Regions from separate parts of the Mus musculus genome. Here regions 1, 3 and 4 are each linked to region 2. The links are chromatin contacts, called in public promoter capture Hi-C maps. All regions are on one chromosome and are shown on one strand. The core of a region is the stretch at or near the end of the contact, and the rest is flanking DNA. Distances in the headings are between cores, read along the strand shown.

Region 1 (4,080 bases), core at 301-2,800, 1.4 Mb before region 2:
GCGTCCAGTCTGTGTTAGCAAGGATAGGGAAGAGATCCTTACCATGTAGGGGTAACCATTCAGACTGTAGACATGCTGGAAGATTTCCTGGATTGGGTGTTTGGAGAACACACAGAGGCCACTGCCTATCATCCCGCTGAAAACCAACTCTTGCTTAATAACCAGAAGAGCAAGGAGGGGAGTACCCAGCCAGCCCTCTTCCCCTCCGCGGTCTCCCAGCTCTACTGCTAAGATCAACCCCAGAACAAAGCCTAAGACAGCAGCCCTTGCAAGATGAGGGTGACGGCCTGCTCTTCTCACACCCAGAGGAAGAAGATCGAGGGTGCAAGCAAGAATGTTGGAGAGCTTCCTCGTCTGAGAACAGGCTGAGAACACAGGCTTTTCACCTTCTGAAGTAGTGTGCATCTGGATAGGTGAGCGATAGCCTTTGCCTTAGGTACTGGAAGTCCTGCTCACTCCACACCTGAGGAAGAAGGTGAGGATACTTGCTTGGATTTCATCCCAGACAGAACAGTTTTCCTGCGCCGCCTGCCGCCTGCTGCCCTCCTCCAACCTAGCCTGCCCTACAACCTCACCTCCTCCAGGAGAGCCAGATCAAAGTTTTCCAAGTTCAGAAAGTCTCCCAAGCGCTTCATGCGGTCCGCCCTATGTTTGCTCAGGTAGGGGATGTCCCTAAAAGGGGTGGAGGACGCAGGGGGCAGAAGAGATGGGTCAGCAGTTCAATTTCCAGCAAGCACATGACAGCTTACAACTGTCTGTAACTCCAGTTCCAGAGAATCTGGCACCTTCACACAGACATACATACAGGCAAAACACCAAATGTACATAAAATAAAAGTAAATCATTTAAAAGGAAAGACATGGGCCAGGTTTGGGACGATTACTGCTGTCATCACCTCAGCTTTGGATGATAGGGACTTTGGTGATTGCTGCAACCACCCAAGCTCTGGTCTTTAGGCGATGTGGACTTTGGTGGTTCGGGAAGGACAGGGTCTAGCTCGGCTGAAGAAGACCTGCTTCCTTCCTAGGCATGTGCGAGAGGGGACTGGAAGGTGGCTCCGAGGCTGCAGCCCACGCCTGGGAGCACTTACTTACCAGCAGTTGAGATTGAAAACTCTCAGCCGTAGAGAAAAGTTGAGCTTCATGGCTGGAGTGCTTCGGAGCAAGGGCGGCGAGGCGGATTGCGCGCACAGGCTTATTGCCCTGTCCTGCGCTGCCCCGACCCAGGAACGCGAGCTGGTTGGGGGTGGGGGGCGACTCCTGCGTTACTGGGACAAAGGCCGTCCTTCCACCCGGAAAGAAGGTCGGCTGCAAATCCCGGGCTGGCTGCGCGAGGCCGCCGGCAGTCCTGGAAGGAATCTCGGGTGGACTGTTCCAGATTCTTAGGTCCTTCGGTGGGTTCTCCGCACCGCGGCCTACAGGTTCCTCCCTTGTTCCCGGCTCGGCTTCCACCAGCAACAGGCTTGAAGTTGATGCGAGGCCCCGCCCACGAACTCACTCAGGTCCCGCCCCTTGCGGGCGTTCGGGGAGGAGCCACGCGGTTGCCCTGGCGACTCGCACTATTTGTGTTCCGGGCTCTCTGCTGTCCCTGCCATGGCCACCCAGCAGCCGTGCCGGCCCAAGTCGAAGCCCCCAGCATGTCACGTGCGGTTGCCGCCCGAGCCGCCCCTGAAGCTGAAGGTGGTGGGGCTCTTCAAAAGCTCCAGCTTTCAGGTGTCAAAGACCATCGCTGAGGTAACCCCTCGCCCCAGACGCCGTGCGCACCTCAGCCCCCTGCCGCGGTGTCGCCTGCGCTGGCGGGCGGGGGTCCACGTTCTGTCCTAGGGCTGGATGGGGGCATAGAGAACAAATGCTGGTCGCAAGGAAGGGCGACCTGGAAGAGACTCGGAGCGCGAGCGAGCGTTCGCGGGGATCCGTATTGGGAAAATGGTAATTTCGGAACACCTATGCATGGAAATGCTAGTTCACGTGAAATTTTTTATTGGATTATGGATTTACAAAATTCAAAATTACGGGAAAATATTCAAAAGCTCCAGCTTTCAGGACCATCGCTGAGGTAACCCGGTGCCCCAGATACCACCTCAGCCTCCCCGCCTCTAGTTTAAAAAAAAAAAAGAAAAGAAAAGAAAAAAACACTTGTGATTTTTTTTAGTACTTTAATTTTGGAAGGGCCTTTCCTTTATAATTTCTGTAGTTGTTTCTGCATTTTAGCAGAATCAGATACTTTTCAGATTTTTAAGAGATGTCCCAGAAGTGCTGTGAAGAATCCAAGTATGAATTTGTAAACATGTAGAATGATATTTTATGCACCAGGAAACAAACAAATGTAGCCAGGTCAATCATGCCGCAGCACGCCTGCTACCTGGAAACAGGAAAAAACCTGGGGGGTACGGTGGTGAAATACACGCAGCCCTGAGCCAGCAACTAGTTTGTTTGTGCTTGTTTTTTCCAGCTGGAGAGCAAGGGCAGTAGAATTCACCCTCAGAACACACACACACACACACACACACACACACACACACACACCCTTGCTTGCTCTAGCATCCAGAGTGAAAGTGCTGTCTTGTGTGTGTGTTGGAAGATGAAGGCTTAGTGCTTGTGTTTGTTTCTTTATTGGGTTTTTTTTTTTTTTTTGGTATTTTTGAGACATGAACCAGTGTCTTACAGCTAAAGTGGCCTTCCTTCCTTCCTCCCTTCTCTCTCTCTCTCTCTCTCTCTCTCTCTCTCTCTCTCTTTCTTGTTTGACTCTCTTAAGACATTAATATTTCCTGTGGTTGTTCCACACTGCAGGCAAAGTGTTTGCAACCTTTTTTTTTTCTTCCTGGGAAGTTCAATTAGTAAATATGTTAGGTGTTCTGGGACACAGTCTTAGACTTATGTTGAGAAAAACAGTGTGCCCAGGTATGGTAACACAGGCACCCAAAAGGCCAAGACAGGAAGTTGATGGCCAGCCTGGGCTACATAGTTATTAATACTTTGTCTTCATAACAAAGCAAAGCGGTGGACACAGGATATAAGTGTTCTAATAAAACTTTATTGTAGGGGCTGGAGAGATGGCTCAGGGATTAAGTCACAACAAACACTGACTGCTCTTCCGAAGGTCCTGAGTTCAAATTCCAGCAACCACATGATGGCTCACAACCATCCTTAATGAGATCTGACTCCCTCTTCTGGAGTGTCCTTAAGGAGATCTGACTCCCTCTTCTGGAGTGTCTGAAGACAGCTACAGTGTACTTACATATAATAAATAAATAAATCTTTTTAAAAAAGACTTTATTGTAGATGCTGAGTTAGACATATATAATTTTGATATAACATGAAATATAATTCATCTTTTGATTATTTTCAACCATTAAAAGATACAAAGGGCTGGTGAGATGGCTCAGTGGGTAAGAGCACCCGACTGCTCTTCCGAAGGTCAGGAGTTCAAATCCCAGCAACCACATGGTGGCTCATAACCATCCATAGCAAGATCTGACTCTCTCTTCTGGAGTGTCTGAGGACAGCTACAGTGTACTTACATATAATAAATAAATAAATAAATAAATAAATAAATAAATAAATAAAAGAAAAGATACAAAATTATGTTTGACTGTCAGTTCTTTCAAAAACTGTTCAGAACCGGGCATGGTGGTGCACGCCTTTAATCCCAGCATTCCGGAGGCAGAGGCAGGCGGATTTCTAAGTTCGAGGCCAGCCTGGTCTACAGAGTGAGTCCCAGGACAGCCAGAGCTACACAGAGAAACCCTGTCTCGAAAAACCAAAAAAACAAAAAACCTGTTCAGGAGTTAACTGCTATAGAGGATATTAAGTCAACAAAACAATGTTTTTAATATTGTAATAATGTAATTTTCCCTTAAGTTTCTACTCTTGTGACTATATTCAAATATGAAGATGTATCAATGTAAATTCACTTCTAGCTTAACTGAGGATATTTGATTATAATCCTAGTATGTTTGTGAGTAATCCCAGATGCTTGATTCATAGATTTCGATTTTTAAAAGATAAGGATAAATACTAGTACATATTTTAATTTGGATGTAGTCCTTTCTATAACAAATGTGTTATGAACAAGCGTAAT
Region 2 (4,598 bases), core at 1,934-4,433:
CTAGAGTTCAATTCCCAGCAACCATTGGCCCCTTACAACTGTTTGATGCTGTCTTCTGGTATGCAGATGTACATGCAGACAAAGTACCCATACATATAAATAAACAAATCTTTTTTGAAAACAGCAAGGTGGAACACCCTAAGCAGTGTGTGTGTGTGTGTCTCTCTCTCTCTGTGTCTCTGTGTGTGTGTGTGTGTCTGTGTGTGTATGTGTGTGTGTGTCTGTGTGTGTGTGTGTATGTCTGTGTGTGTATGTCTGTGTGTGTTGGCACATATGTGTGCACGTATGTGTGAAGACCAGAGCAGAGGTTGGTGCCAGGTATCTTCTTTGATCCCTCTACTTCATTTACAAGGGCAGAGTCTCAACGGTGAGCCTGGAACTCTCTGACTCACCTAATCCAGTGAGCCAGTTTGTGCTAGGATCCTGTCTCTGCTTCTTGGTCATGATGGGATTGTGGACAGACCACACGACACTTGCCTGGCATTTTTGTGAGGGTTTGGGATCTGAACTCTGATACTTATGCATCGTGCACACATTTTATCCACAGAGCTATCTTCCCAGCCCAGCCTGAGCATTTTGGTGGTCATCCAGAGATACACAAGGTGAGAGCTATGATGGAAGAGGAGGAGGAGAAAAAGGAAGAGGAGGAAGAGGAAGTGGACACTTTGCCTTTTAAAAATCCTTTGGCTGATACTTTCCACCCCACGATTTTTTTTTTATTATTCTTACATGCTTAACTTAAATTTTTTTTTTGGAATAAAAAAACCCATTCAATATTTTTGTAAAACATTGGTAACTTAAGGCCTGTGGTGATGGCTAAGAAGAAAGGAATTTGAGTAACATTCTTACATGCACATACCATTAATCTCAGTAATATATATTTAAATATTTCAGGTTGGCTTTAGTTAATTTTAAGGTCATGTGTGATTGCCAAGTTGACCCATTGAGAGTCGAAGCAGCAACCCAGGCACACCTGGCTCAAGGACAAGCCACACAGACACAGTCTGTATGAAGATGGAGCATGCAGATCAGAGTGAGAGCCCCTCAGGATCTTCCTGGGAAAGAGAAACCAAAGGCCGTTGGAGTAAGAGTCTACCAAAGCCTTTTCTCTTTATAGGGTTTGATTCCTTAAGAAATGTTGATTTTATTTGTTGAAAGAGCCATATTCAATTGAACACTAGTTACCCGAGCTCATCTAAAATGCCCTTCAGTGGAACACTGTGTGAGACTGTATGACCATAGCTGTGGCTGGAACTTGGCGCAGGCCACATTTAAACCATCCATCAGGCCCTAGTGTCCTCCCTCTTCCCCAGGGCCTTACTCTATAGCTGAAGTTGCCCTGAGACTCCCCACATAGCCCAGGCTGGCCCATTTCTTTCTGCCTCTGGCTCCTGAATGATGACATCACAGTTTGTCGCCCACACCTGGCTGGCTTCTAATTTCTTTTCTCCTTCTCATCTTCTTCCTTAGGCTTCTTCTTTAAATGAACTAAGTTATAAGAAAGTACAGACACACCCCCTCCAAAACAAAACTTCCAAGACTGTATTTTCCTGAATGAACATCAAAACTCAACAGGTAAATAAAGGATGTGGATTCCTTCTTTTCCTTGTCTTCATTTTTACTTTTCCCCTTCAGTTTTATAACATATTTATTTCCAAAGGAAAAAACCCTCAATAGTTTAAATACGAGTCCAAAAGGGTTGCTGTAGGTCAGTGGCGAGCCATGATGCTGTCTTCGGCAGCTCACCGCCTCCCCTAAGGCCTCTTCCCATGAGGAGAGAGCTCTATGTCTCTTCCCATCTACGTTCCTTAACAGCGTGAGTCTGCACTTTGTTGTGAACGTGTTACTTTTCCATTTCTACATCATGAATTTCAGTCCAAAGCCAGTCCCATAACCCTAATAATTTCTACTTGGGCCAAACTGTCTGTATCTTTCATAAAATAGAAATTTATTGAGAGCTTCTATGGGCCAATCTTGTTTCACTAATCAGCCTTTGATTCCCTTGGATGTCAAAGGGGACACATACTACACTGTTGGTACAAATTTTTGACTCTTTATGGCACTTGGTAGGAATGGAGACTGCCATCCAAGCTGGGCCAGGCCCCGGCCAGCCTGGGAACCACCTTGGGGCAGAGGAGTCAGGGCTGTGGCAGGCAGCGGACCTAGGCAGAAAGGACACATGCCACCCAGGGAATTCCTTCTTTCTTAGTAAGGATAATGCTTTGACTTAAAAAAAACATCAATTTCCTGTATCTATTTAATTTGAGGGGACAAATTTACTTCACACTACATATGCATTCAAATTGTAGGTCCTTTTTAATTTTTCATACTCAGTAACTGGCTAAGCTGTGACCCAGACCTTCCAAATTAGTTTAATGTCAGTCCTGGCTACAAGCATGCTCCCTGTCCCTAAAAGCAAACCCGGTAGACAGCCTGTATTTGTAAACCAGGTATCTTATAAGACACACTTGAGACACATCCCATTTCCCCAGATGAGTCAAGTCAGCAGCAGAAAACCTCGACTCACTTTATAAAAAGAAGGGAGGAGAAAAGGCACCTTCTCTGGTGTAAACTGGTTTAGTGGACAGGCAGTGGGTATGGAGGAGAGACAGCAGCCCTTTCCCAGGCAGGTCCCAAGAGTGTTTGGGCATGGAGAAACACTTCCAGATGTGCACACACAGATGTGGATTAAACGTAGGATAGGCAGCTTTAGAGCTAACAGGTACAGCCACAGTGTGTCATCAGTACAGGTCCACACCTCTGACAACACACAGGCTTTCTGTTGGTATACCATTGTTCTTTCTTTCTTCTTCTTTTCCCCCCAAAGCCAAACATTAGCCTTGTCAGATCGTAACAGTCTTATAAGCCTGGTGTGGCCCTCACTGCTGCAAGACTGGGACAAAGAGATGATGTTACAGTCTGGTTTCTATGGCAACGGAGGAGGGGTAATGAAAACTGAAATGCAGGAAACACCCATTCTGACTATTGTGACATAATTCAGTTTCTTACAAGGAAGTAACTATCTAAGAAGCAGAAGTATCATTACCTGGCGGCTGCTGTTCACAAAAAGCTGTGCTGTGTATTTCTCTTAGCTGGTCTGTCTGTACAGAGGAAAGAAATAACACACACACACACACACACACACACACACACACACACACACACACACACACACAGAGTCCTCGCTTTCTGCATGTAAAATGTGTGTGTGTTCTTTAGAAGCCAGCGGTTGGCTGGTTTTCCGGACATGATGTGGTTGAAGCTGTCATCGTAATGGAAATTCACTGCTGTAGCTATGGTAAATCGAGTGTTCTGCCTGTACTGAATGCATTAGTCTAATGAGATGTTTGCAGCGGCGGCGAGCTGGGCTGCTGGCGACTAGCTGTGAGGCAGGCGTAGCACACGGGTGGAAGATAGCTTGTGCCATACTCGCAGTGTGTGTGCAGGAAGTCACCTGTCTTCTAAGCCACCACTCCAGACCTCAGCAAGCAACACCCTGGTCAGGGCTCTGTGACCAAGCTGTAGGTAAGGGAGACGCATGCTGGCGGGTGTGCTGTGGTACATTGTATGGCTCCTTCTCTTTGGGCTGGCGGCACAACAGGTTACCTGCTTTAGTTTATTTGGGAGGGTTTGCATGCCTGCCTCTCTGGCAATGCACGAGTGTCTGGTGCTAAAACTACTGAGCCCGGTGGGTAAACTTCGGATCCTAACATGCAAAATATAATGTTTGATTTTTTTTAACTATATATCAAAGGGAGATTTAAAGTAAAAACACAGTTTATAACCATTTTTGACATGTATACACTTAACCTCTCTTTAAGTCTATATGTAAATATGTGCAAATTTTTTATTATTTCAAACATGAATATGGTTTTTTTCCTAATAATAATTTTGTCTTATTTTGTATTATTAATTTAAAATTTGTAGTATGGATTAGGTTACAAATATTTACCTAAAATTGATTATTAAAATTGGCTGTGATATAAGCACTCATCAAAGCATTTGTTTTCAAATTGAATTTTATTTACTTGTGTTGAATGCTGCAGATGGGATATTTCATGTGTTTTTGTTGGTTGCTGATGTACCAGTCATAGATAAGGAGAGTATTAATTGTTTGCAAGTTCCTGCTATTAGTTTTTTTAGGAGGAAATAACTAACAGGTTAGTATGGAATGTTTGGAGTTTCCCCAAGTTCAAAGACAAAGTCACCTCCTCCCCTCACACAGTCCTATGTGACCCCAAATAGCTTCCACTCATTCTGCCTGCAGCCCCGGGTGTCGTCTACAGGTTGCTCTGCGGATGGACAGGACCAGTGGGTATGGCTGCTGAGTTAGCAGTTTTCACTCATCATTGATGCGCTTGAGTCTAAGTTCTTGCCGTTATTTTCGACAATAAGCCAGAGGTGGCGGCTTGCTGTGTTGTCTTTCTAGGGTCATGACATTTCTCAAGAGGGCTAGGACCATCAGCAGCTCTCTGAGAAATGGGGCTTTGTAGCTGGGATGCTTGAAAAGTGATCCAGATGTGGTTGTTGTGTGTTCCATGTTTTTAATTCCTTTCTCAACTAAGGAACATTTTTTTTTGAAGGGTAAGAGACATAGA
Region 3 (4,715 bases), core at 2,159-4,658, 1.0 Mb before region 2:
AGAAAGGTAACTGGAGGAGCCTACAATAAAACCCAAAACAAAACAAAACAAAACACTCCATACCCCCAAATAAAAACCAGGGCTGCTGGTCAACTGTGACACTCTGGAGAATTAAGCCCACCCAGAACAAGGCAGAGAAAACTCTGCACCCCTCCCCCTCCCAGTGCAGACTCTTCCTGCCCATGGTCTGTGTCACCCACTCCCAAAAGCAAAGCCCTGTGTACCCAACCCCCACCCTCAGCTTTGAGGCTAAAAGACCCTCTCAATATTGGAGGTCTTTGAATAGGGCAACTCCACCCTGCAAGCTCATCTTCTAACAGCTGTCCTGAGGTGGCAGGCAACCTGCACATCCATCCAGCAATGGTCCTCCTCCCACTGAAAAGGAAGATTTTTTTCCCACAGCCAAGCACCTTTCATTCCTTCCTAACTGGCTGTCATTGTTTCCTTTGCTATATACTCTACATTACTTATTTACTATCTTAAAATACAAGCTCAGTGACATCCTTCTGAACAGAAGGCACTTGGTGACTGAAGCCTTATGCTATTCATTTGGCCTTCATTTTCCTTGGGATGAAGACTTCCCTGACTTTCTAAGACTGGGCTAAATGTTCCTCTAGCCAACAATATCAAATAGTATTACAACTGTATTTTACACATAAGTGTTTGTTTGGTTGGTTTTGTTTTGTTTTGTTTCCGAGACAGGGTTTCTCTGTGTAGCCCTGGCCTGGCTGTCGTGGAACTCACTTTGTAGACCAGACTGGCCTCGAACTCAGAAATCTGCCTGCCTCTGCCTCTCAAGTGCTGGGACTAAAGGCGTGTGCCACCACCGCCTGGCCACATAAGTGTTCTAATAAGATGAGGGGTATCTTTCTCACTCTTCTGTAGAGGGATTTTAATTCGGCAACATAGCTACTCTGGTTAGAACACAGATACACCCTTAGTACACACCTTTAATCCCAAACAATGAAGGCAAAGTTTGTAGAAGGAAGCAGCTTTGTTTGAAAGTGAAGTCTAACAGAGAGGGAAACAAAGTGATGAATCAGAAAAAGATTCAGTAGACTAGGATCTACCCAACTCTCATGAGAGAGGAGAGAGAGGCAACATAGGAGGGAGCAGACAGAGGGAGAGAGGAAAAGAGACAGTGTTACCGGGAGAGTTTTACAGAGACAGGGTGAAGAGAGAACAAGCTAGACATGACAGGCTGAGCCAGAGAATAAGGAGGAGCCAGAAGAGTAGAACACATTGCTAAAGTTAGTTTGAAGCCAAGCAGAGCAATTCAGTCAGAAGCAAGAGACGCCAGTTTGAATCAGTCAGAGGAGTTTGGGCCAAAACAGCTGAGTTGAACCAGAGAGCAAGAATTCAGAAAGAGCTAGAAAGAGTGAGCTTATTCAGCAGGAAGTCTCAAAAGCTGGAAACACTATAGGCCTTTACAGAAGCTAGAAGCTTGCAGGATTGGGCCTAGATTAGCTGATGGAGGCAGTAAGCCTCCAGACAGCAATTACAGCAGGAGAATAAAAGTTATTGTTACACTTTTCTCATGTTAAAAGCCTCATTAATTTTTATGGTTTTGGATTTTTCAATGAGTGTATTGTTTGCATGTATGCCTGTGCCCCAGGTTTATGCCTGGTGTCTACTGAGGTTAGAAGTCATCAGATCCTCTGGAACTAAAGTTATGAATGGCTGTGAGCTGCCAAGTTGGGGCTGAGAATCGAACTTAAGTACTGTATAAGAACAATTCTTAACTACTGCACCATCTCTTTAGTTCCAGATTAATATTTTATGACTATGTTTACTTTGTAAAACAAAGGATTAAAATCGAATCCGATTACCAGTCTATTAAAAACCTTCCAAAAACACCTTTAGAGAAATGACCATATCGTTCAAAGATAACACATTTAGGAGGTTTTTATAGGCTTCTTTTCATACAGAACCTTCCAAACCTAAGGACATTTGAAGTTCTTTTCAGTCTCAGACACAAGAGACTTGCTTTCAAAGATCCCCTTCGGATGCTATCTGACTGAGCAAAGACAGCACAAAACAGATCCCTGTAAGGGCAAAGGTGCAATGGCAACGCTTAGGGATTCCTAATCCATTCAGCACGGGCCTATGTGCAAGAGGACAGCAGAAGCAGCGGCGTCGGTTTTTTGTTTTGCTTTTTTGTTTCTTTTCTTTTTTTTTTTTTTCCAGTTTGCCTGTCTTAAGGCTGCTCCTTGGCCTTCCAAACAATGATCCCCAAATCCTTGCCTCAGTCACCCAACCAAAGGTGTTGAGCACCTGCACTATTTCTCTCCCGGCAAGCCACGACGGAAAGGAAGCAATCCCAGATGGCGTCGGCACCAGAGTTTCCGAGGGGAAAAAAAAAATTTTTTTTCACTGAACGGGTCACAACCAAGCCTACCACGCTTACCAGATGGACGCTCCCAGTTAACCACGGCCTCCAGAACCGTTGGTTCGCGGGCAAAGACAAGTGTCGCGGTGGCATCTGGGAATTGTAGTTTCTGTCGCAAACAGAGCGCGTAGTTAGCATTACAACTACATTTCCCAAAAGCCAACGCAAAGCCCTGCCTGCTTGGCTGTCACTCATAATTCTATCCCATTTCTACTTGGAATACTATAGAGCACCTTTATTTGTTCGGCTTTTCTTGTTCGATAAACATCTCCGGGCATCTGTACTCCTTACTTTTCTTTCCCCTTCTTCAAACCAGCGCCTCCAAACGTCGAGAAAGGACAACACCGCGGAAAGCGCATGCGCCCTGGCCGGCGTCGCGCATGCGCAGCAGCCGGTCTTAGTCAGTGGCGCGCTGGACTCGGGGTCCGGAGGTACTCTGCCCGAGGGCGGGGCTGCTTCCAATGGCTGTCTTTGCGGGTCGCGTGTGCCTGGGCGGAGAGGCAGGCATGGGGCAGGGGCGGCTCCCGGCGGTCCCGGGCGGGGACAGGGGAGGGGCTGGGGGTGAGGACCCCGTCTCCCCTCCCTGCTCCCGCCCTCTGGGCCGATCCCCACCGACGGGGCTGGGCGAAGGGGCGGGCTCTGTGCCTGGGGCCCTTTGCTTCAGCCGTGCAGCCCTGGGCTCGATGACTGCTGGATTGCGGGGTGCCCTCTGGCTTGGCGGAGGTGGGCGAGGACAGAGGAGTAAGAGGAGCATCGGCGTACCCCGGGGGACAAGAACCGGCAGGGTTGGGGACGCCGCCCTTAGTCGCCGCTGACACTGTGATTGGCGGACACTGCTCCCCCGGAGCACCGGAGCCTCGGGCCCCAGCAGCTAAGGGCCAGGGTCTACCGCCTACCCCGCCAGCACCCGCCCGCTGCCCTGCCGCGGCGCTAGGAGGAGCCGAGGGGGGCGGAGACTGGTGTCGGAGGAGGGCGGGGTGGGAACGGTCGAGAACCAGCCGCTGCACAGACAAAAAATCGAATGGCTGGAGAACCTTCTACTGTTTACCAGCCTTTTGGGACCAAGCACGGATTTGACAGCTCCACAACGTGAGGATATCCGCTGACCCTGCGACACAGAGAACACTTCCCCGGGACTCTGTGTCCAGCTAACCAGCTCTGTGAGATTGCAACTTTCCAAGTTTGTTCTTTTCAATCTCTGTCAGAAGACTGCCCTCGTGTAGGAGAGGGTGCCTGGGTGATCCGCCTTGTGGATCGATTTGAAAGCATCAACTTTAAAAAGCACGTGTGATTCCCAGTGCCATCCAGACGCCTGCTTTCACGACGGCTGGATTTCTCTGACTTTATTCTTAGCGTTTCTCGTTGTTTTTGTTTTTTGTTTAAAAAACAAACAAACGACGGGCTGCTTTGGGGGAATGCTGAAAGGTAACTGACTAAACGCTGAAAAAGAAAAAGCTCTTGATTGTCATGGCTGAAGGAGAGAATGAAGCGAGATGGGAGGGACTGTGCAGCAGAGACACGACTACTAGAGAGACAGCACTGGAAAACATTAGGCAGATCGTTTTGAGAAAAACCGAATACCTTCGTTCAGCGAAAGAGACACTTTCCCGACCTTCAGACGGACTTTCAAACGCGGTTTCTTTGGATGGGATGAATAAACTTCTTGCTCATCTGCTTATGCTCTCTAAGAGATGTCCCTTTAAAGATGTGCGAGAGAGAAGCGGGCTCATTCTGAAGAGCGTCGAGGTAAGAGCAGTTTTAGAGTGACTTAACTAGCCGATGTGATTTGACTTAGTTATTCCCGTCGCTTTTGCTTCCATGGGGGTAGTCTAACTGGTTAGCTGTTAATAATGACATCACTAGGCATTAGAGGGTTCTGTAAAACGTTCAATGTTGGGCCCAAATGGAACAGGCTAAACTAAAAACGGTTTTCAAAAATAGATGAACAGGAATTGTTTTTATGGTGTTTTTGGGTAGAAATGGCATTGTCTGTGGAATATAATATATATGAAAGGTCTGGTTAATTAAAATCCAGTCTTTGTCATTTTTTTTCTGTTTGTTGCCAAGTGTAGCCAGTGCGCTTTTCACATTGTTATGGTGTGGAAAGTTTCACACTGAAAGCCTCAAAAATGAGGAGTTGCATGAAATATTTCCTATTTGTTCAGAGTAACTGGCAGGATAATTTTTTTCTGGCTCTTTAACAAAGACAGGATTTCATTTTCTAAAAGCATCCTAAAACAGAACTAGAAAACAATAATAAAAAACAGCCTAAGTCATAAAGAAGGTAACTCTTGTCCAGGTGGAAAAGTTGGACCCAGAGTTGGGC
Region 4 (4,672 bases), core at 1,793-4,292, 1.0 Mb after region 2:
TGAAACACATCTTCTGGGAGACACTCTCCCCTTTTCCTCCTGTGAGGCTCCAGTCTGCCTGGCACCGCCTTTCACGGCTGGTGGTCTCAGCACCTAGTTCACTGCCACCTTTGTGACTACTGCTGCTGTTGTCATCGTCCTGCTTCAGGTTCACAGCTAGTTGATGGCTCATGCCTGCAATCCTAGCACTGGGAGGTGCAAGCAAGAGTACCTGAAATTTAAGGACAACCTCAACTGGAGAGTAAGTATTGGACCAGCCTGGGCTACAGGAGACCCTGTCTCAAAACAAATCAAATCAAAGCAACCAAAAGCCTCCTCAAGTTGATGCGGAATGCTAGCTGGCTCTCCATTCCCTGACCTTACTTGGTTGTAGCCATTTTCCATAACCTAAACCCTCCCAACTCTTGGTTGCAGCCATTCCACATCTGCTCCTCCTTTCCCTCCTTTGCTCTGCACACAGCCAGCAATGCAGCAAGGACACCAGTGTCAACCTCGAGGAAATGGATTCCCCACTCCTTATAGAGAACAAACTTAGTAAGGCTAGCTTGGGCTACAGAACAAGAGTCTAACTCAAAAAAGAAAAAAAAAGGAACAAATTTGATTTTTCACTAACAGTATATGTGTGATGGCTCTTCCCAGTTGTTAACTTGACTTGACTCTATCTGATATGCCACATACTATGTAAGATTTTATATATATCTCACATACAATGTACGGTAATTGTAATTTTATAAATTAGCATTTATATATATTTAACATATATGTCACCTTTCTTATATATTATATACAAATATATTAGCATATATGCATATATGTTTATATATACATACACACATATTTATATACAGATATGTTAATTTAATGTATATGCACATGTGTATATGTACATATACACATATGTTAACATAATATCTATATATCACTGAAATGGTGCCAGCTGAAAAAGAAAAGACTCTCAAATGGAGACACAAAAGGGAGAGGGAAGCGGTAGGCAGGATAGGTACTCAATACTAAGGTACCAGGATCTACCCAGAGACCCCATTAAGCCATACACTCTAGGCTTTAATCACACAGATCTTTCTAATTGAGTCTAGTGTGGTAACCAGCTGAAGGTTAACTAAGGCCCCAGGTGATTCTGAGTGGGTGAGCAGACTGTTGTAAAGCTTGAAGAGAGTTTGGCCCCAAACAAAGGCAGGCGAGCCATATTGAAGCAAGACTAAGACTTAAGGTGGGACGGTATCTCAAGAGAACAGACTAGAGGGCTTAGTGAGTTGATGGACAGGGAGAGTGAAGGGCAGTGTACAGACCCACGGGTAACGGTGTGCTTCCCGGTTTTGTTCTGGCTTGGGCAATGACACCTCTGCTTTGTTTAGAGTGTTCTGGGCATTTGGAAGAGCCCTCCAGAAGGCCCTCACAGATACGAGCCTGGGCAGGGCTTCTGAAGCTTTTTCTACTCACAATCCTTTTGTGCTAGACAAGCTTTGCAAAGCACAGGTATACTGAGATACAAAGTAGGTATACAAGGCATTAATTGCTAAATCATAAAGGATTTGATTTTAGAACCATTCTATGGAGTCTAGAGTAGTGCCTCAGCAGCTAAGAGCACTGGCTGCTCTTCCACAGGCCCTGAGTTCAAATCCCAGCACCCATAAGGCAGCTCTCAACCACTTAAGACTGTAGTGACATGGGATCTGATACACTCTTCTGGTGTGCAGACATACATGCAGTCAAAAGACCCATATACAATAGATAAATAAATAAATAAATATAGATATTTACAAAATTATTTGGTGTACATAATTCTACTATTAAAGATGAAAGTAAACCTGCATACCAATAAATGCATAGACTTGCTTATTTTTAAATAAAGAATTAAATCCTGGCTGTAGGTTTCCTCAACGTTTTTCATTTTTTTTCAGTTTACCAATATTTTGATTTGATATATCAGTGCTGAGAACACCACTTTGCATAAATATGTTGTACAAAATTGTAGGAGCATGTTTAGCGCCATATTGGGAAAAAGCTGAATAATCTCACATCAAAACTTATTTAGTGATTTTTGAATGAGACTCAAGTCAATAACTCAGCCATTTTTAGAATCAAGCACCTTAAAGCAACAAATCCCAAAGATGCACGCATTTCACACTTAGGGTATGACAAGCTGAAAAACGATTTAGTAAAATATTAAAAGGTTTTGCTTTCTGAAATTAAATAATTATGTTTCTACAAGTTTAGAAAAGTTGCTCATATGTTAAATCTTAATAAACAATACTCTCGATTCTGAGTTGAGATGTTTCCGGCAGCATTTGCTGGGCAGTGCACACATACCCTGCTGCAGAGAGTCGTGAGGAAGCACCGCTGGGTGCGGTCAGAAACACCTTGAACTCACAACTCACAGTTTGATTTTTGAATTAACTTTGCCCACTGTCTCAGGAACACTCCTCCTTCCCTTTCAAAACTGCTGTCACATTTTCTCCTACATTTGTGGTTGCGACCTACAGCTTAAGTAGATGTTCAAACACGATGTGGTAGAAATCCTAGTTTTTTTTTGTTTTTTTTTTTAAGCCACCAATTTTTTTGTTTGTTTCAAATGTGCATGCTACAAAACCGCCCCGTCCCTAAGCGAGCACAGCAGCGACGGGACTGAGATGGCTTGTCTGAGAAACCTCTCCCTAATCGCGCGGGTTGACTGTCGTTCCACTCCACGGCTCAGGGGTTCAAACTTTTTGACGTTCTGACTCTAGGGGATTGACTCAGCGTGTACGGTAAGAGCTTAGGTTCGAATCCCACTTCCCACTCAGGAATGTAGGCGGTCGGGGGGGGGGGGCGTGCCGTGCGGCGTGACCCGGGGCGACCTTGAACTTCCGAGTCCTCCAGTGTCTCAGCCCTCCCTGGTCCCCTCCTGGCCATGTCCACTCACTTCTCGGAGAGTCCGGCCCAGCATAGCCCTCGGAGTCAGCCGGTAGCACCGGGTCCCGGAACAGAGGAAGGAGTCAATCTCTGCCACCGGCGTTACATGGGCGCAGACATCTTGGCTCCTCTTTAACAACGAGCGCCTGGATTGGTCGAGTTCCGGGCGGCGGAAATGATCTCTGCACACGATTGGCTCGCGCGCCGGCGACCGGAGGCGCGCGGACAGGCAAGGAGACCGCGGCCGGGGTCGTGTCAGGAATCCGCCTGACCTAGGAATTGCTAGCCTTGTTTGCTTGTCCCTCTGAGGACTCCCTGCTTGCTTGCTTTTTTTTCCTTAAGGGGAAGGAGAGCGTAAGGAAGGAATGGCCAGTGTACTGACTGGACGCCAACTGGGACATTTCTGACGTGGGGAGCACAGTAGCAATTCTATTTTAATTCCGTCGCGGCTTTAGGTTGAGTTTGCTTCTGAAAGCTCCCCCTCGCTTAATTGACCTGTGGGTTTGGCAGATTTTGGCTGAATTGAAATGTGTTAGTTTGACCTGCTTCAGGTCCTTTCTCTCCACCGTCGCACCCCCCACCCCCGCTCCTCCTTTCTTTTTTCTTTTTCTTTTTTTCTTTTCTTTTTTTCGAGGAAACGTTCTCCATCCCTGCTCAGGATGGGCGTTTTGAAGACCTGTGTACTTAGAAGAAGTGCTTGTGCCGCCGCCTGCTTCTGGAGAAGGACAGTTATCCCAAAGCCACCATTTAGAGGCATTAGTACTACGTCTGCGAGGAGCACTGTCATGCCCGCTTGGGTGATAGATAAATATGGAAAGAATGAAGTCCTTCGATTCACCCAGAACATGATGTTACCTATCATACACTATCCAAATGAAGTCATTATCAAAGTCCACGCTGCCAGTGTAAATCCTATAGATGTTAATATGAGAAGTAAGTTGTCCGGGTTTGTTTGGTTTTAAATCAAAATTCACTGGGCACACAGGTGTTTTGTTGTTTTTCTTTTGAAACAAGGGGTCGTTGTCTAGCCCAGGCTGGCCTCCAATTCATTGTATACCACTGACTAGTCTCCACTCTGCCGCCCTCCTGCTCTGCCTCTCCAGGCCTGGGATTTAGCAGGTGTAGACCACACCTAGTTAATAGACTACATTTAGGTTGGCGTGAGGGAGTCATTTAGGTTTCTTATTACATGTATTTATTTTGTGTTTGGGTGTGTGGAACAGGGCCCAAGTGGAGGTCAAAGGACATCTTGTGGGAGTGAGTTTCTTCCTTCTACCAGGTAGGCTCCGGGCATTAAACTGACCACCAGGCTTGGTAGCAAGCACCACTATAGGCAGAGCCATCTGGTTTCTGATACTATCCCTGCAAATATTTACGACGTTTTGTTGTCACAACTGCTAAGGTATACTTTAATCTTTTATTAAATGTGTTTGTTTCCTTTCACATATGAGTTGGGACCGAGAAGTGATATCTACAGTTAATTTGCTCTGTGGTAATTTTAGGGTCCAGCACAGGCTCCAGAGTTTGGCTATGTTTCCCCATCAGTTCAGAGTCTGGGTCTATGTAATTCCTGTATCCTTCTTGCTGTCCCACGGTTCACAGCTTCTGTTATAGGCCCAGTGTACCAAGCAACAGAGCAGAACTCCTGATAGGGGCACAGCATCCTCGTCATTTCTCATATCCCCATTCCCCACTCCCCACCTCCAGCTTAAATGTGTTTTCTTGTTATACACCCGCTGAAGCTGGGATAATGTTATCCTAA

What was found. Promoter capture Hi-C pulls out the DNA fragments that hold promoters and counts their contacts. Capture Hi-C pulls out chosen DNA fragments and counts their contacts.
Region 1: a contact with region 2 is called in a promoter capture Hi-C map of liver, with 4 times the contacts expected there. The contact joins the promoter of Ppil6 here to the promoter of Scml4 in region 2. A contact is called at or near these places in 2 of 39 promoter capture datasets (liver and neutrophils), 4 of 115 datasets of contacts at active chromatin or transcription factors (astrocytes, double positive thymocytes, memory CD8 T cells and 1 more) and 2 of 9 other capture datasets (adipose tissue and liver).
Region 3: a promoter capture Hi-C map of pre-B cells shows a contact between it and region 2, with 5 times the contacts expected there. The contact joins the promoter of Sesn1 here to the promoter of Scml4 in region 2. A contact is called at or near these places in 1 of 39 promoter capture datasets (pre-B cells), 1 of 484 Hi-C or Micro-C datasets (CD4 T cells), 5 of 115 datasets of contacts at active chromatin or transcription factors (double positive thymocytes, embryonic forebrain, large pre-B cells and 2 more) and 2 of 9 other capture datasets (adipose tissue and liver).
Region 4: a contact with region 2 is called in a promoter capture Hi-C map of liver, with 4 times the contacts expected there. The contact joins the promoter of Qrsl1 here to the promoter of Scml4 in region 2. A contact is called at or near these places in 4 of 39 promoter capture datasets (hippocampal neurons, liver and pre-B cells) and 1 of 115 datasets of contacts at active chromatin or transcription factors (astrocytes).

What each region holds. Positions count from the first base shown.
Region 1 is chr10:41,488,889-41,492,968 of GRCm38.p6, forward strand. It overlaps Ppil6 (peptidylprolyl isomerase (cyclophilin)-like 6), which reads left to right and starts at 1,551. Exons shown (of 8, transcript NM_028430.1): 1 at 1,551-1,733. The coding sequence starts at 1,593. It overlaps Smpd2 (sphingomyelin phosphodiesterase 2, neutral), which reads right to left and starts at 1,452. Exons shown (of 10, transcript NM_009213.2): 1 at 1,095-1,452; 2 at 576-672; 3 at 387-463; 4 at 43-136. The coding sequence starts at 1,144.
Region 2 is chr10:42,857,329-42,861,926 of GRCm38.p6, forward strand. Scml4 (Scm polycomb group protein like 4) reads left to right here and starts at 3,184. Exons shown (of 9, transcript NM_172938.3): 1 at 3,184-3,525.
Region 3 is chr10:41,807,166-41,811,880 of GRCm38.p6, forward strand. It overlaps Sesn1 (sestrin 1), which reads left to right and starts at 3,409. Exons shown (of 10, transcript NM_001162908.1): 1 at 3,409-4,135. The coding sequence starts at 3,857. Cep57l1 (centrosomal protein 57-like 1) reads right to left here and starts at 2,703. Exons shown (of 11, transcript NM_001243074.1): 1 at 2,623-2,703; 2 at 2,408-2,498. The coding sequence starts at 2,482.
Region 4 is chr10:43,898,694-43,903,365 of GRCm38.p6, forward strand. It overlaps Qrsl1 (glutaminyl-tRNA synthase (glutamine-hydrolyzing)-like 1), which reads right to left and starts at 3,043. Exons shown (of 11, transcript NM_001081054.2): 1 at 2,921-3,043. The coding sequence starts at 2,944. Rtn4ip1 (reticulon 4 interacting protein 1) reads left to right here and starts at 3,114. Exons shown (of 9, transcript NM_130892.5): 1 at 3,114-3,843. The coding sequence starts at 3,570.